Regions from separate parts of the Mus musculus genome. Here all the other regions are linked to region 3. A link is a contact called in public HiChIP or PLAC-seq data. All regions are on one chromosome and are shown on one strand. The core of a region is the stretch at or near the end of the contact, and the rest is flanking DNA. Distances in the headings are between cores, read along the strand shown.

Region 1 (3,705 bases), core at 683-3,182, 520 kb before region 3:
TTCTGCTGCTTCCCTGAGGGCTATGAGCTAGTGATACTGCTCTAGCAGATACTCGAGACAGGCGCTAACTCATTGCTCACTCTCCTGGAGGTTGAGATCTCAAGATTAAGTGTTGAGGACTCAGTACTTTATATGGTTTGGTTCCTGGTCTGGGTACAGCTTCCTTCTTCCTTGTCTTCACACATGTTGGACACATAAAGAACTCTCCTCATTGCCTTTCCTTTAGAAGGATGCCTGTCCTTTCAGATTAGGACCCTGACTTCATGACCTCACCTAAACCAAATTGCTTCTCAAAGATGCTGACCTTCAACTACAATCATATTGGATATCAAAGTATAAATACTGTCAAGACATTCCTTTAAAGCTGGCCTAAGAAATAAGACAAATCCTTTCCTGAGCTTTGTCTAAGTAGACAAAGAATTTGCTTTGCATTACACATATTTCCTTGCACATGTAAACTGTTCTAGTCTCCCTTGCCCAACACAGATCCAAAGGGACTTGTGTTAATAGGCATCTGTGTTCATAGGGGTTTGAGTTTGCAGGCATTGGTTTAAGGCATCATGCTACCCTACTCTGTGTAGCATCTTGGTGCACAACTTTGGAGCTTTCGCTTTTTGTCTGTCTCAGTTTCTCCTTCAGTGAGTAGGTACCATGACAGGTAAGGATGTTGGTACATGGATTTTGTGGCTATCATACCACGTGTATCTTGGTATTTCTGGGAAAATATACAGAACCCATGAGTGTTGGCCACATGCAGCGTGAGGGCTGACCCTCTGCCCTGCCCACGAACTTTCCTGCAGCTAAGAAAGTGCCTGCCAGAGGTTGAGGCACAGCTGGAGCACCCTTGCTGCAGCATCCAGCTCCAGCCTCCAATGTGCTGGCAGGCTCCATTTCCCCTCAGCTACGTGGTAATATGAAAGGCCCTGTTCGCTCTCCTGTCACAGGGCTCTGCCGTGTGCTGCCTCTGCCGCTGTGTTTCTGTGTCTAATGAAGGATTTATTTAGGTCATTGCTGCCTTCTGTGCCCAACATGAAGCACAAGGAGAAGGAACGCTGCCCCCCTCCCTTCTCCGGAGCTGCAGCAAGTAGCATCTGCTGTTCTACTTCTGTTGGGGGTGGGGGGCTGGCCGGTGTCTTAGCAAGACCCTGTTCTGTGCTGTCCTCAAACAGAGAGCCTAATCCTGTCTGTGTGCCACTGTCCTTTCTTCCTTGAGCTTCTGTCTGGTTGAATCACTGCAGCAGTTTGGCTCACGAACAAATGCATTTGACTAATTATCATCCTCTAGATCCTATTTATACCACGAAGCATTTTTTAGGGATAAAATTAGATACCATGATTTGAAGGCATGCCATATGAACAGTGTCCTAAACAGCCCATACATACTATTTTATTTAATCCTTACAATATATATATATATATATATATATATATAGGGTCAGTGCTCTTGAGAGTTTCAGAGCTTTCCTGCGGGTTTTAAATTCCAGAGCTGAGGGAGGAACCTAAGGTTTGGCTGGAAATCGTCTCGCTATTTCCAACTTCTTGTTATCTATCATCTTCCTGGAATGACTCCACCTCTGTGGCCAGACTGATCTCTCTCGCTTTGTTGTGTACCAGGATTGCTGTTAATCCTGGGTTTAAAATCCAGCTAAGTCCACCCCAGCGAAAAACAAACAGGGAAACAAAGGACAGCCCCTCCTCAGGCCACCGCACTGAGAATCGTAGTGGGCACTGAGATTCCAGGCCTCTTCCACGGACCCCTCGGTGTCCCTGAGAACTTATGGGCACAAAACTTCACACCTCTCCCCAAACTTTTAGAGTACCATTTTCCTCTTTAACTAGACCTTGTAAAGTTGGCATGTCCTCTCCCACTTGGACGGCTGCAGTACTTCAGATAGTGTGTGACGAACAGCCTGGAGGGCTGGAGAAAAAGCTGGAGTCACTTCCTTCTAACACCTCCTCAGGGTCCTTGCATTCTAATCTTGTGCCTGAAGGGGTGGATGCTGGGATGTGCCTGAAGGGGTGGATGCTGGGATGTTGCTTGACCTCCACCTTCCCTTATGGCAGGAGATAGGATGCTCTGATTCTGCAGGGGCAGCAGGATACCTTCCAGTCCTTGCCAAGCTATGTCTCCCCAGCCCCACCCTCACCTAGATCCTATCCGGTAATGTTCATTATCCAGGTAACCTTTTGTGGATTTGGAGCCTTCCCACATTATGGAGGACTCCAGGGAACTCAGAAAGCTTGGAGGAGCCGCGGCATTCCAAGAGTGTGAATCATTTCGAAGCGAACTTGGGCCCATTTTGACTTGTTTAGCTCAGACAGCAAATGTGCTCCAAGAACACGTATTGACGTTATGTGAGCTGTCCTTCAGTCCTTCCTACCCCGAACCCTTTCCCACTTCATCCTACCTCTCAGCAATTATCATAACTCCAAACAAAACTGAATGTCAGCGTTGGCTGAGGAGTGTCATGTAGAGGCAATTTCAAGAAAATAAATATTTATGGAGGTCTCGAAATACCCATGTCCTTTCACAGACTGACAGGCGTAGACTGAATCTGTTTCCTAGGCCTTGCCTTCCAAGAGGCCCTGCCAGGGATGGAAATTTGACACCGTGGCAACAGACTCTTAAGTCATTGTGCAAAGATGAAAGGGAAGATGTTTTTGACTTTTCAGGATGAACAAATAACCTGATGCTTTCAATTGCTCAGTTTAGTTGTGTGTGTGTGTGTGTGTGTGTGTGTGTGTGTGTGTGTGTGTGTATAATGACAGTCCTGACTGGTGTTGTTCAAACTGTCTGTACTCAGGTTTCAGTACATTCCAGAAAATTAAATCACTCATCACCATGGGAGACTTGAAAGAAGCATTTTTTTGCACAGCAGTTTATTAGAGCCGGTGCCTTCTGCCACCTTCTCTGGCTTTTTCAGGAGTTTATGCCTCTGCCCAGAATATACTTGTACTGTCCACAGTGAAGCTTCCCTTCCAAGATGGGCAAAGGCAAAGCAAGAGCCTTGGACAAGGACCCTGAAGAAAAGTTTTGATGATTCCTGATTCTGTGACCTTGAGGTGGCTAGTTAACCTTAATAACTTACTTTCATAACGGTCAGGGGCAAGAACATCAGGACATTGATGTTTGTGGAGAACCTACTGTGTGCAAGAGATTCACAGTGTTGCATACTTAGCAAAGATGACCTAATACTGACTTCCCACATATGCGGTAGGCTTAGGTCCATTGTGTAGAGTTTGTATAGGAATGGCCCTGAGGCTTAGGACATTCTCCCTGAAGTTTTCCAGGTCCTGCGCCTAAGAATAAAGAATTGAGCATGGGACAGAAGGATCATGGCCTTTCATCAGTCCTTCTGTGTTGTACCTGCCTCTGTCATATGTGTATGTGAGTGTCAGACTTCTCTTGGATGTGTTCTGCTTATAGTATCTGCCACCAGTCAGGAAGTGTTTCCAGCCCTTCCCTGCCAACTGGTTTCTTTCACATGTTAATCTTAATGTTAATCTCCAGGTCTCTCTCCTGCCATAACATCTACCCCTACACACACACACACACACACACACACACACACACACACACCCCTGTGGTTCCATATAACTTCCTGGAGAACAGGGGCCTGATACACTGAATACCTAAGAGGCACTATGCTTACCTGGGATTACTTCCTATAAGAGTTCCCATTTGGATCTTTCCAATTACCAGAG
Region 2 (4,164 bases), core at 350-2,849, 540 kb before region 3:
TGTTGAAGGATTCCTCATCTCCACTGTGCTTGGCATCTGGAAGAAGCTTAAAGTGACCATAACTGAGAGTTGGCAGCCCTTTTAATCTGAACTCTCCATTTAATCACAATAGATATTTGTGGGATTTTACCCAACTTCATAGAATGAGAGAAAAAGTATGTATCTAAATCTAAAGTAAACTTTAAATTGACTTTTCCAAATGCAGATTTAAAGTGGCTTTTGTGAATGCACTTTTTTTTTTCCTTTTTAACCTGAAATGGGCATATCAACTTTACATTTATTCAAAGAATAAGTAGCCAGAATCATTAAATTTTCTAATAAGTTATCATTGAAAAGGAAAACTTGGCTAAGCTCTCCAAGATGTTGCCTGCTTTATAAGCCACAATAAACTGGGCATCCGTTTGCCTTCTAAGAGGACTGACGCTAATCTTTGCACCAGCTACGAGGTCAATTTCCCAAAGGAATTTTCCCCCTTAGATAGGAAAATGTTGATTCTAGAAATATAGATGGTAAATATTTATATTCTGAGTTTTAAGATATGGAAGATATTAAAGTAGCTAAAAGAAGTTCTTTTGATTTGAATTTGGTTACTTCTTTCTTATTCCTTTCACACACACACACACACACACACACACACACACACACACACACTCTCTCTCTCTTGCCTGCTCCTCTTTTCTTCTGGTAACCTGCTTTGGAAGGCGACTTGCTCTGGGCTGAAGCAATCCAGTGTCTCCAAGGAGATTCCAGCTCCTTCGCCCTCCAAATCTTAAACTGAGTCACACTATGCAGGTTGGCTCTCTCACAAAACCTCTCAGCTTTGGAACGCAGGAAAAACTTGATTAGTTTCAGAGGTGAAATTTGCCAACCTAGTTACTTTTGCTAAAGGAAAGCTGAATTCTTCGGGCTCGCCTTAAGTCGGTCCTTTTGAGGTGAAACCGAAGGAGAGAGGGTTTTGGAGAGAGGGTTTTTCCGTGGCGACAAAGCACACTCTGAAGCCACCTCTTCAAGTGGCTCCTGTCCCTGCTGCAGCGCAAGATGGAGCTACCGGCTCCAGAGACCTCCCGGTCTGTGCACCGAGCACAGGCGCCTAAAGCGAGTCACCTGCTGGTAAGGAACGCTGGGTGGGAACACACGTGGGTACTGCGAAGGTCTTGGGGACCACGCAGAATTTATGAAAAGGATAACGGTCATATGGGCCCAAGGTTCGGACCCAGAGGGGTCAGGGAGCCGACCAGGAGTCCAGGGTTTGCAAGGTGGATAAAGTCACCCAAGCCACACGCCCCACCCTCTAGACTGCGCTGGTCTCTCCCTTTAGACTAAAATCCGAGGAGCCGAGGTACTGGGTGAGCGGAGCCGGCTCCTTCGGGACCCAAAAGCGCAGAAATCGGGTGCTTAACTGGCTTGCTGGAAGTCGGCGCTCAGGGACTCGCTGGGAGGCGGGACTCGGGGCAGTACCAGAGCCAACAAGGCAGCAGTGGGCGCTCGAGATCCTCTTCTGCCCTCCGCGCTCTCCCCGAGCTCCGGCCTCCACTGTCCCCTCCTCCGGCTCCTGCTCCTCCTCCTGCTCCTCCCATCCGTAGAACCGGCACCAAAACGCCTGCCTGCAAGGTCCTCAGTGCGCTGCAGCCCGGAGCTGCGGTCACCGCCGGGTCTCTCTCGGTGAGTGCCTGTGTCCCTTCACCGCTCGCCCGTCCCGGGGTGAGTGTGAATTTGCTCCAAAGGGCGCAGGTACTTGGCGGCGGTGCTGCCCATGGCCCGGCCGGAGAGAGGATTGAGGGCGCCGGACCGGCTGGACGGGTACGCGACTCAGGTGAGCGCGGAGCGTGAGGGGTGAGGGCTGCCTAGGCACCTTCTTCTGGTATTCCGACTAACTCAAGTGCAAAGCCCAAGGTGAGATAAGGCTAAAGCAGGTAGAACACACTCCACTGGAGGCAAGACTCGGGGTTATCTGATTCTCCTGTCTCCTGCTCCGAAACCTCACCTCTAGAATTCGCGAGATGGACTATAAGGTACCAGACTTTCTGACTCTTAAAAGACTGGATTTATGTCCCTAGATGACTCGAGAGGGTCGTCGCTGCCCGTTGCTCGGCGCCACAGCTTCTCTCTAGGACCTTGGGCAACTGCAGCTAGAGTGGAGCGCTGGCTGAGCCCGGGTACCACCTAGGGCGGAGAATTGGGCCAGGGGACAGCTAACAGGAGTCCCTCTGGAATGGGGCATCTCGGGTGTGGAAGCCTTGGTCTAGTTTGCCTTTGCATTTGGTAGCAATAATGGGGAGACTGAGCATCTCCCGGGGTACTCGAAGAAGAAGGTGACAGGCAGGACCTTAGGTATTAAGACAGCCAGTTACATACGGCTGTTATTTTTTTTTTTTTTTTTCGTGTTACTTTTTTACTTTTTTCCCACCTCGGCTTCTATTTCGAGTACCACCGATAGAGGAGGCGGATGGGGGAGGGTAGTGGATAATGGATGTCCGTACACGAACCTGGGAAGCTTGTATTTAGAAAGTGCACAGCTCGCTCGGAGCCTGACCTCTTCAGGTGTGCCATACACACCCGCTTTTTTAGAGCAGTGGACTCCGCTGCTTTCCTCTGGACCCTGCCATTCCTGGAACTGGAAAGCCAGCTCTCCGAACCTGGGGCTCAAACCAGTAGTAGGATGGAGAAGCCAGTGCTGGAGCCAGATGCCTACCAGGGATTGGTGGGCTGTGCCAGACTTAGCAATTATTTGTGGGTGCCTCCGACTCTTTATGGCACAATCTAAGCTAAAGGAGGCACTTTATTTTCCTTGCACACACGGGGTTCTCCTCTGGATCAGGAGTAGCACCCTTCCTCGCCAACCCCCACAACACAACGCAGAAGCTGTGGTATTCTTGCTTTGCCTTGCGCGAGAGACTTACTCCTCCTCTTCCCTCCGCGTTATCCCGGGGCTATTTTTATACTTAACTATGCTAAGATGCTTTTGGGGGGATCCCAAGGAGCCAACTCTGCATCCACAGTCTTGAAGCTGCTTTCCCAGAGGAGGTCTCTTGTTAGCCAGGAGCTGGGGTGAGTAGAGGAGACCGTGAATAAGGGAGAGGAGAGAGTTCGCCCTTGCTTCAGTCTGAGCTCAGCATTCTCAGGAAAGTACCACCAGCACCCAGGCTGCCCCACCTCCCAGCCATTTCCCCAATCCGGGTGGGAGCAGATCTCCAGCGCAGTCCCCAGGTGCCCCAGCCCTGGGTATTTGACCAGCTGCTTTGGGGGTGGGGGTGGGGGACACAAGGTACTGTGGTCTCAGCTTTGCTCCCAAAGCTCACTGTATTTGTTGAAATTCAATTACCAGCTTCCACCCAGGAGTTTATTCCAGGAATTCTATATTTAACTTTATTTTTTTTCACAAAAGGAGATTGAGATAGCTCAACTCTGCACCCCCAACCCCCACATTTCTGAAGTACTAATTCCTTTTGACACCAGGAATTAGTCTTGCTTTCTACTTTCCCAGCAAAAGTGAGTACAGTTAGAATTATTCCGACCTTCTAAAGTTCCAAATGAATGCTTAAGGTACAATGCATTGGACTGCCCTTCCTTATTTTCAACATGGTTAGATTTTTACATTCACTGAATTGGGAAAATAACATTGATATGGACTGTTGTATTACGTAAGGTTACACACACACACACACACACACACACACACACACACACACACCTCCACGGCCATGTATGAGAAGGTGAACTTTTAAAAGAGCCCCTTTGGCATCAGTTACCCATCTAAGTCTTGTTCGACAGGGATGGACAACTTCCTGACTAAGCACTCTTAAGTCTCTGCAGTTAATTAGCCAGCAGCCAGAGATGTCTTAGTGAGCAGGACTGAGCTATGATTCTGGGCTTCACATCCTCTCCTAAGCTGCTGTGCACGCAATATACCATGTCTTAAGACGGAAAGTTTTGGACAGGTGATCTGGTGAGAAAGTGGTGCCTTGATCTTACAAAGGGGATTTTGGACATGTGGAGGGCCCTTGCTGCTAGTGTGGGGTGGGGGTGGTGGGGTGGTGGTGGGGCATAACCTTTATCTCTCCAGCAGATTATAGCCTTCCTACACCTTGATAAGCAGAGTGAGCTTTGCCTTACACAAACTCGTCTATATAGCTGGGACTTGTGTTTTCATCCTCAAAAGAAGAA
Region 3 (3,909 bases), core at 754-3,253:
GTCCCTGCTATGGAAACCATCCAATTATGGGAAATTCCTTACTCACGGCATCCATAAGAACTGAACCAGAAAAAAGACACATGGATTGGCAAGGCAGCCAATCCATGAACTAGCAGGATCTTGCTATTGAGCAAAGGCATTGTTGTCAAAGGAAGCTGCTGCTGCTCAAAGCCATAACAGGTGTATATTAAAGGGTACATGCCAAAATGATGAATTACCTGTGATGTGGAGACAAACATAAAGGGCAAGAAGAGCCTTCTGACTGCAAGGGGAAGTTGGATCATCTATGAAATATAAAATGGGGTCACCAAGAAAAAGTGAATGACATCATTTAGGCAGAAAAAGACAGAGACAGTAATTAGTCCTTGGATACCTTGGCATCTAAAAGATTCTTAAACTTCTCCACCTCTGTCTGGTTTTTGTCTATATGTATCTTCACAGCAGACTTTCCACTTGTGGTGGCTGGAATGGGACCCATTACGTTGGAAGCATGATGTTATTGTGCTTTGGACTAAATGCCGTGATAAGGTCTGCTTTCAGTAAGATTGTCCATAAGTGGCCCTTTCTAAGCAACAGCCTTCAGAATTTTACATTCTCATTATTATATTCCTCCACAGGCTTGAGGATAAGATTTTTTGGTTGTTTTTTTTTTTCTTAAATGTTTTGTCCCAAATTAATAGCAGTCTTGATTTCACCTTTCCATGGAAGCAATATAGACTTATTACAGACAATTTGAAAACTATAAAAAATGAGAGTAGGGAAAATATTCCAGACTAGAAACAGCCAGTATTAACATTATAACACACTCTGTCTGATTTGCTTTTTAAAACTATATTTATTCTTAAATTATTTGATTTTTGTTCAACATTACCTCGTGGATATTTCAAAGTATCATAAAATGTTTTCAAGACATTGAGCTGCTGTTGAGTGGCATGGGAATGGAGCACGTGATTTACTCAAACAGTTCTCTATTGAACGTGTAGAGAGAGCAGCATCCATCACTGCCTGCCAGTCTTGGATCCCACAGGATGCCAAGGAAAGAATATCAAGTGACACAGTGGGCCAGGAGCAAAGAAGAGTCTCCACCACCAGCCTTCTTTCAGAGAATCCCAGGTGACTAGTGACTTGTGTTAAGCTCCAGCAAATTTCCCAGAATCCAGTGCTTCAGCTCCCTCATCTCTGAAACAGTAAGCAAAGTCTACTCTGTAGGTTGTGAAAGAATTGAACTGAGTAACATCTGAAAAACAGTCTGCAAAGGTGCCCGACCTGTCAAATCACAATTACATTGTTGTCCTATCAAGAGAACAATGGTCGCTTTCCTATCTTTGGCTTTTAGTGGGCATACCCCTTTAATCAAATCATTGGCTCTATCTTGTTTACTTTAAATGCCTTGCTCACAATGGGAGCAAGAGGGACCTACCTTGATAATGAGTTCAGAGGCTGAAGCGTTTAGAGGCTGTACAGTGTGGTGTGGTGAGAAGTGTCTGGCTGTATTTGTGTTGCTGTGATAAACACCTCAGTGAAAAGATTTAGAAGACAAAAGGTTTTATTTGGTTTACAATCTCATGTAGTTGGTTTGTCATTTCAGGGAAGTCAAATCATCTAGGCACACCTGTACACAAGAGATGAGATCAAATAGGTGTATGCATACTTACTACTCAGTGCACGCCCTCTGCTCCTACTCAGTTCTGATCCATTTTCAGGCTGAGTCTTCCCACATCCATTAACCTATTCAAGACAATTCCTCAGGTGTGCCCACAGACTAATCTGCTCTAGAAAATTCCTCGATGAGACTCTTTCTACACTGTGACAAATGACAATTAAATGTAATCATCATGAAGAATGACTCCTAAAGCTATAAGTGCTAATACCCAATCTGTGAATATGATCTTATTTAGAAAATGGGTTTTACCCAAGTAATTTCATGATAACACCATCCTGGATTTAAAGTGGACCCTGTATCAATAGTAGTTATCCTATGTGATAATAGAGACAAAGATGGAGGCAATGTAGCTACAAGATAAGAAACTCATAGAACCACCAGAAAATAAATGAAGCAAAGAATCATCCTTTCTGAGAGCTTTTGCCAAAAACTCAGCCCTATTATCAACTTCATTTCTGAACTCTGGAACTATAAGAAAATATATCTTTGATTCTTTGTGGTTTGTGGTAATTTATAAGGAAGAATCTAGGAGATGGATCTATACATAGAAAAGGGTCCCTTAGAGAACTCCATGACATGCTCTGCATCTCCAGAGAGGTCCTATTGTAGGGAGGAAGGGAGGTTTTGGCATCACATAGGCAAAAATGGATGAATGGCCATCAGTGTCAGGAGACATACTTGGTGACTACTCTCTCTAGCAGTCTTGCATTTTAGCCCTATGGGTGTTAAAAGGAATCCTTTGCTCTTTGTCGGTCGTCATCCTTCCTTTCTTCCTTTTAGTTGCATGGAATGCAAGAGAGAAGCCCCGGTAACTACAATAAACTTGTTTTGCTTTCATCTTTAAACCCATCTCACATATCTGCTCAGAGGGCAAGAATGAACTTCTTTTTTATGAGGGAATAGATATATTTAACTGTGCACACACCTACCCTCATTTTCCCCGCTTCATGTTCTTGCACCTTGCTCTTAGATGGTTTCGTAAGGTGCCTGCCCTGACATGGGTTCCTGTGATCTCAGCATGGAATGCAGGGCATTTGCCTGGGGCTTAGTATTTGAAACTGTTTTATCTGTGTCTCTAAATGCTTACCCAACTACGTTTCTAATCCATCTCTTGTCTGGGGCTCCCTTAAAACTACCGTCCTCCTTCACCTGCAACTGGAAGTGCACTTCAAACCTCATGGCATTGTACCAGTAAACACTGAACAGTTAGTAACATGACAGCGTGGGTGTGAACTCTCATCCCATAAAATAACTAATAAAACTACAAAAGCAGAGTGATGCTTCATTGTGTCTTTATCCACTGTAGTTTTTATGCAATGGCAATTTTCCATTTGCAGAACTTTGCCTTTCCAAAGTCATCTATGCCTGCAACCTCTCATTATTTTAAAAGGAATGACTGACTTTAGTACTACTTGCTAAGTAAGGACAGTGATTCCATATTCCTAATTAATATCTGTTCAGCTGGATCATAATAACCTGGGAGGTACAAGTGGTAAATTTTAGTGGGTGATTCTTAACCCAGAGCTCTATGTATTAAGAGTTTCCTTAAAACACTCACACATGCACACACACACACACACACACACTCACTCATGCATCTCATGCATATATACAACATGTGCAAATGTACATATGCATATTGATTATATATTCACACATTCAAGTATATATGCACACAGATATGCACATATATAAAAGTATGTGCATATGCATTTATGCACATATGCACACATGTGCATGCACACATGTGCACATAAAGACACATGCATACATATGCAAAGGAGTACACGTGCATATACACACACACATACATGCTCACAATACCAACACACATGTATGTGCACATATACACATACATGTGCATATACATACAGCATACACACAGTTATTAAAGGAAATGTGTGCATCATTTACTTGTAGCCTTGTGTTTTGTGATGATATTAACATAAGTTCTCATAATGAACATCCACTTTCATGATGTTTACTTCTCAGCCCCAAGATAAATGCTTCCTGTATATCTGACCCTCAGTTCTTGAAGATGTGCCTGCACCTAAGTGCCTTGGAGGTGTGCAGGTAACCAACTTTAAAATGGATGCTACTTCAGAGCCCAGGCAAGACTTAAACAAAGATGTGAATGAGGCAAAAGAGAAAGACACCGTGCTGGCTTATCCTATCATTCCTTTCAGGTGGTATGGATACAACAACTTTTAAATGATAAAAGTATCATTCTTCTAACTCATTGTATT

Evidence for each region. HiChIP or PLAC-seq counts read pairs in DNA pulled down with a chosen protein or histone mark.
Region 1: a contact with region 3 is called in an H3K27ac HiChIP or PLAC-seq map of extraembryonic endoderm stem cells. The contact joins two enhancer-like sites. A contact is called at or near these places in 1 of 15 datasets of contacts at CTCF or cohesin (pro-B cells), 5 of 484 Hi-C or Micro-C datasets (B cells, CD4 T cells, cumulus cells and 1 more) and 3 of 115 datasets of contacts at active chromatin or transcription factors (differentiating embryonic stem cells, extraembryonic endoderm stem cells and trophoblast stem cells).
Region 2: an H3K27ac HiChIP or PLAC-seq map of extraembryonic endoderm stem cells shows a contact between it and region 3. The contact joins the promoter of Hs3st1 here to the enhancer-like site in region 3. A contact is called at or near these places in 1 of 15 datasets of contacts at CTCF or cohesin (pro-B cells), 10 of 484 Hi-C or Micro-C datasets (B cells, CD4 T cells, centrocytes and 6 more), 9 of 115 datasets of contacts at active chromatin or transcription factors (the 230-238 cell line, astrocytes, a colorectal cancer cell line and 6 more) and 2 of 9 other capture datasets (adipose tissue and liver).

What each region holds. Positions count from the first base shown.
Region 1 is chr5:39,622,613-39,626,317 of GRCm38.p6, reverse strand. The region is part of intron 1 of Hs3st1 (heparan sulfate (glucosamine) 3-O-sulfotransferase 1); the gene reads left to right. Among named protein-coding and RNA genes, the nearest start is that of Hs3st1, 20 kb to the left of the region's middle. Within about 2 kb of position 1,932, at least 58 of the 459 cell types and tissues checked have an H3K27ac peak or open chromatin away from gene starts, as enhancers often do. A contact at or near this core is called in extraembryonic endoderm stem cells, where this site is marked.
Region 2 is chr5:39,642,066-39,646,229 of GRCm38.p6, reverse strand. It overlaps Hs3st1 (heparan sulfate (glucosamine) 3-O-sulfotransferase 1), which reads left to right and starts at 1,599. Exons shown (of 2, transcript NM_010474.2): 1 at 1,599-1,813.
Region 3 is chr5:39,101,160-39,105,068 of GRCm38.p6, reverse strand. No RefSeq gene overlaps it. Among named protein-coding and RNA genes, the nearest start is that of Gm46937, 21 kb to the right of the region's middle. Within about 2 kb of position 2,003, at least 2 of the 459 cell types and tissues checked have an H3K27ac peak or open chromatin away from gene starts, as enhancers often do. A contact at or near this core is called in extraembryonic endoderm stem cells, where this site is marked.